2 separate regions of the Mus musculus genome follow, and region 1 is linked to region 2. The links are chromatin contacts, called in public promoter capture Hi-C maps. All regions are on one chromosome and are shown on one strand. The core of a region is the stretch at or near the end of the contact, and the rest is flanking DNA. Distances in the headings are between cores, read along the strand shown.

Region 1 (2,703 bases), core at 145-2,644, 430 kb before region 2:
AATGATGGTGAGGAGCCTCCAGCCTTCCAGATGAACCACTTCATCTGGGCTCATCCTTAATGTAGAGTCAGATGGGTTGGTGGGCACACTGTGCAGCAAGAAGCACCTCCTGAGCTGCACATGATCTCTGTTGGAGCAGGCTTGGCTACTCTGCTCAGGGCTCGCTGAGGACTCAGCTAGGAAGGACAGAGGAGCTCTCCCACTGACCCGCCGTCAAGACTCCAGTGCACGTGGCCACATTGTTCTCTCCTGCCTGCTGGAGGTCACCAGACACAGAGCTTCCTTTTGTAATTATTGTTTTATGACGTTATTAGGCTGGAAACCAACATCGGTTCCTTCTTTCGTGGGAAGCTACCCGGCCAGTTTTCTGAAATACTATTCCCATTGTAACTTAATGATGTTTCTCACAGTTCTCCACTGGATGCTCTCAGAAGGTTTAAGTCTGTCATGGTGGGGAAGGTGGAGTAGAACATCTTGGCCCATAGCAATGGGATCACGTGGTATAGAACATTCACATTCCAGCAGGCCAGAAAGCGGTGTCAAGTTCCACATATCTTTAATCCAGAAGAGTTTGTGTTGTTCTTGGATTGCTACTTTAAAACTTTATATAATTACTACTGAAAGAGTAAAATATCTTTTATTATTTCTTTGAGATCCTTTAAGACAGACAATTTATTATTATTTTTGTTTTGTTTTTTTGAGACAGGTTTCTCTGTGTAGCCCTGGCTATCCTGGAACTCACTCTGTAGACCAGGCTGGCCTCGAACTCAGAAATCTGCCTGCCTCTGCCTCCCAAGTGCTGGGTTTAAAGGTGTGCACCACCACTGCCTGTTAAGACTATTTTTTGGTATGCATACCAAATAATGAGTCTCCCTATGACGTGTTCATCCACCGACATGTGCCTGCCTCCACTGTACTTTGCTTAGTCACCTTCATGACCTTCCTTTGCCCTCTCCCTGCTCTCACTGGTCCCCCAAATACTTGCCTTTCTACTTTTATGTCACATATGGTTTTATACATACATGTATATGTGAACACTTTCTGGCATCTCCTCCCCTACTTTCTGGCTTTACTTTCTCCCTAAACTATATAATTTATTGTTTGTTGTATTTATTGTTTGTTTTCTTTCACTAGGATGGAAGCTCTGTGAAGAGAGAGATTTCTGTTTTGGTTGTTTTTCAGTCCCATGTACCCAGAACAGCATCCTTCCAAAAGTATGAATTGAATGAATTAGCACGCACGTACGTGTGTGTGTGTGTGTGTGTGTGTGTGTGTGTGTGTGTGCATGTGTGTATGTTTGCAAGACTTGTTTGCTGTCAGCAATCCCCGTGTGTTGGCATCTGTGGGTATTGCTCATCTACCATTCACCGTCTTCAGGAAGGACTTATCTAGTCTCTGCCCAATGTTTCAGGAGCCTGGCTCCCATCACACTGTGGTGGAAGGGGCTAAGGTTATTTTAGTCAATGTGCAGATTTTCATTTATCTCCGCTTAGCTCTGCTTTTTACACTATTCTCTATGCCTTAAGCCACTCTCATCTAGATTCGAACAATTCTGGTTCTGTTTCAGCAGAAATGGTCCATCTGTTCTGCTGGGAAGGGGAACCAGTTTGATCTGGCAAGCATCTCGGGGTTCAGCTGCTGTCGCTGGTCTATTCCTCTCTTCTCTCTCATACTTACATTTCCTGATTCTTCTGGCGTTCTTGGGGACAGTTTCGCTTTCATTCCACAGGCGTCTTCCCTTGTGTGTCTTAGGTTTGACCTTTCACTCTTCTGATAAGTCATTTATCTTTTCTCCGTCTACTTACTGACTTTATGTGAAGTTTCTGTTTCTTCTCTTCCTTGTTTTGGAGGAACTTTTGAGAGGGAAAGAACCATCTGGATATTGAAAATTTCCCTCAAAAGCCATTTTCACCCAGATGTTTCACATCTCCCTTAGCAGCTGATCTAAAACCATTGGTGACCAAATGGAAAACCTTATCAGAGGAAGTGGGCCTTAGGAAAAGGATCCCAGAGCACTGAGTGTTAACAGAACCAGAGGAGGAGCTGAGAAGGGCCCCCTGAGGCCAATGCTTCACTGCACTCAGACCTTTTTTGGCTCTGTAGTTGCCATTTATGACTTTGTCTTTAAAGGCTAACCAAAAACTTGGCAAAAATAAAGATGCAATCATTGTTAAAATGAGAGAAACCAGGAGTGGAGAGGTAGATGGCTTAGTGATTAGCACGCTTGCTGGTCTTTCAGAGTGTGTGAATTCGATTCCCAGCTCCCATCTTGGGAGGGTCACAACCAGTTCCAGAGGATTTGATGAACCCTTTTGGCTTTCTCTGGCACTGTTACATGCATATATATTTGTGCTCATGCACAGACTTGTACAAATAAAAGTAAAAGTTAAAAATTTAAAATAACATAAAGAAATCTTATCAAAAGAAAATCTGCATCTATTAGAATATCATGCAGATATTAAAATCTATTTTGGAGATACTTTTGAAAAGTGAAAGACAAGACAGTGCTTTTCCCAAATAATAAATTTAATTTTAATAAAAAATATCAATATGAACATATACTTTATTGTCCAAAATGAAAACAAACTTAGATAACAACAAAATATTATTATTAAATATAGGACTTATGTGAAAGACAAAACTTTAGCCACTATAGCTTTGCTATGGAGATAAGCCCACCTACAAAATTACCTCTGAGAAATG
Region 2 (2,700 bases), core at 106-2,605:
GCTCTGCAAACGAAAACGTTGTAGCACAACGCCATCAAGTTAGCGTCCCACTCCAAAATTCTCCACTAGCTTCGATGAAGACGCTGGGTTACGAGCTTGTGTGGACACTGAAAATCTCTACCGTCTTTCTCTATTCTAAACAGCTATGTCTCCAATCCTTCACATCCTCTCCAGATCCAAGTCTCTCTTCCCCAGAACCTTCCTAACGCTGCAACCTTTTAACACAGCTCCTAATGTTGTGGTAACCCCCAACCATAAAATTATTTTGTTGCTACTTCGTAACTGTAATTCTGCTACTGTTACGAATCATAATATAAATCTCTGATATGCAACCCCCAAAGGGCTTACGACCCACAGGTTGAGAAATGCAGATAAACCTGGCATAGCTCTAAAACCATTCTAACCTCACCCTAAATCTCTAGCCTCCTGGGACCTCTGCCCTCCTGTCGAGGCTGGAAGAGAGACATTGTGGGTCCTCTGAACTAGCCTATCCCACACACCACACTATGCATTTTACTGCAGCCCTACCAGTTAGATATTTCAACCCACCTATGGGAGAGGAAGAAGGTTCTGAAATGGTCCACAGGAAATCCTCAACGGCCGATCCTTCCCTATTTCTTCTGGGAGCTGTGCACTGCCGTGGCCCATTTCCCTATAGGAATTTATTTCCTTTACTTATCAGTAAGCCCTGGTGAGTGAGAGTGTGAGCCATGCTGCTCCAAGTTGTTTACTTAAACTTGTGCTGTTATTGCCATATTATTCATGTCTATTTAAGGAAAGGCTACCTTTTTCCTGCTTTTAAACGTGAAATGACTTGCACTGTGAGATTTGCAAACAAAGAAACTGGTTAGAGCCCTAACCATCCCTGAATATCTGCTGGCGTCCCTGAGAGCCAGGCCGTTGCTAAATCGTGACGTCTTATAGCTGAGACCTGGAGGCTGTGCACCGCGGCCTTGGCTTTGCCCTGCACCGCGCTACTTTGCACAAGGAACCTATGGGAGGGGACCCGGATGCTTCCGGCTCCGCCCGGACCCTGGGCTCCGGCCAGCAGCAGAGGCCCAGGCTAGCAGTGGTCTAACCAAGGCCAGCCCCCTGCACCTCACCTCCTGCAGCGACTCGGGGACCAACGCGGGTACGATGGGCCGCTTCACGCCGCGCTGCTCCTTCTCCTTCTCCCCGCCCTTCTCCTTCCCGTTCTCCGCGTCCCCCTTCTCGGCTTGGGTCATCTCTGCCACCGTGGACCACCACCAGCCCCGGGGCTCTGGGACACCGACGCCACAGCAGTCAGAGGAGAACCATTGCGCAGGCGCGGCGTCCCCTGGCTGCCCACAGTCAAAATGGCCGCCACCGGCGTCGCCCCTAGAGAATTCTGGGAACGTGGAGGGCATGACAGGGTTGGAGTTTTGGTTTTTCCTTTTTTTTTTTTTTTTTTTTTTTGTTTTTGTTTTTGTTTTGTTTTTGGTGATGATGGGGATTGAACCCAGGCACCATTGAATAGTGAGCATGTTCCTATTACCAATGAGCTACATCTCCAGTGTAATACAGTTAATCAATTAAATTTATTTTTAGCCCTGGCTAGCCTGGAACTTCCTATTTAGACTCACAGAAGTTAAAGGCTTAAGCTATCTCACTTAACCCTAATAAATTGAGTGCTCCGCGCGAGTCTGAGGTTCATCAGTCTCATTTTGACTCCACAGGTCTTCACTCAGAGGTTCCATAATATTGCTAGTTCTCAGTTCGTTGGTCCTGCTCAGATCGGCCTCTGATTGGGTTCTTTGGGACTCGGTCTCTTCTTGACATATTCCTTGAGTAACTTATTTGAACTTCATGCCTTTACCCATTTGATACCTATACATAAGATTTCTACAAATCATTGCAAAGTTAAGATTAAATACAGATTTGGTTTTTTGTCTTTTATTTTGAGACAGAGTTTCTCTATGAAGCCCTGGCTGAACCTGGATCTTACTTTGTAGTCCAGGCTGGCCTCGGACTCACAGAGACCCTCTTGCCTCTGGCCCCAAGTGCTGGGATTAAAGGTATGTGTTACCACCTCCTGGCAAATATGTAATTCCTAATTCCCATTCACCATAGGAGGTGGGACAGGGCATGACAAGCCCCCAACAATAAATCAGATATGTAATTTGGCTGCTCACCCAAGCCATCACAAATAGTCAAGTGACTAAAATTATCTTGAATTCATTCACTTTTTTTGAATGTGTTGTTACTTAGCCAACTCCCGCTGGATGACAACAGCAGCCTCTAAGATGGGGTTCCTGTCTAGTCCAGTTCCTGATCATCTATCCCTACAGCTGCTCAGCGTTTTACTGCAAACTAGTCTGTTGTGGCAGCGTATACATGCCATTCCAACACTCAGGAGGATTGCCTCAGTTTATGGCCAACCACCTCCAAGACTTTACTTGATCTAATGCTCATCATTTGTGTGTGTGTGCGTGCGTGCGTGTGCTGTATGCCCACAGAGCCAGAGAACATCAGGTTGTCCTCATTTATTGCACCACAATACTTCTTTGAAACAGGATTTCTCAATAACCTAGAGCTCAGCTGATAGGCATTGAGCCACGAGATCCCGTCTCTATCTGACACCTGGGGTTACAGGTGAGCACAAGGTATTGGCCAAGCCTTGTTCTATGAGTGCTTTGATCTGAATTCAAGTCCTCAAGAGAGCACATCTTATGCTCGTAC

What was found. Promoter capture Hi-C pulls out the DNA fragments that hold promoters and counts their contacts.
Region 1: a promoter capture Hi-C map of hippocampal neurons shows a contact between it and region 2, with 2.3 times the contacts expected there. The contact joins the enhancer-like site here to the promoter of Actr8 in region 2. A contact is called at or near these places in 3 of 39 promoter capture datasets (the C10 cell line, hippocampal neurons and maxillary cranial neural crest), 3 of 115 datasets of contacts at active chromatin or transcription factors (bone marrow-derived macrophages, cardiomyocytes and large pre-B cells) and 1 of 9 other capture datasets (embryonic stem cells).

What each region holds. Positions count from the first base shown.
Region 1 is chr14:30,404,967-30,407,669 of GRCm38.p6, reverse strand. It overlaps a transcript of Cacna1d not described here. Among named protein-coding and RNA genes, the nearest start is that of 4831407H17Rik, 52 kb to the left of the region's middle. Within about 2 kb of position 1,394, at least 70 of the 459 cell types and tissues checked have an H3K27ac peak or open chromatin away from gene starts, as enhancers often do. A contact at or near this core is called in bone marrow-derived macrophages and hippocampal neurons, where this site is marked.
Region 2 is chr14:29,976,992-29,979,691 of GRCm38.p6, reverse strand. It overlaps Actr8 (ARP8 actin-related protein 8), which reads right to left and starts at 1,355. Exons shown (of 13, transcript NM_027493.3): 1 at 1,104-1,355. The coding sequence starts at 1,226.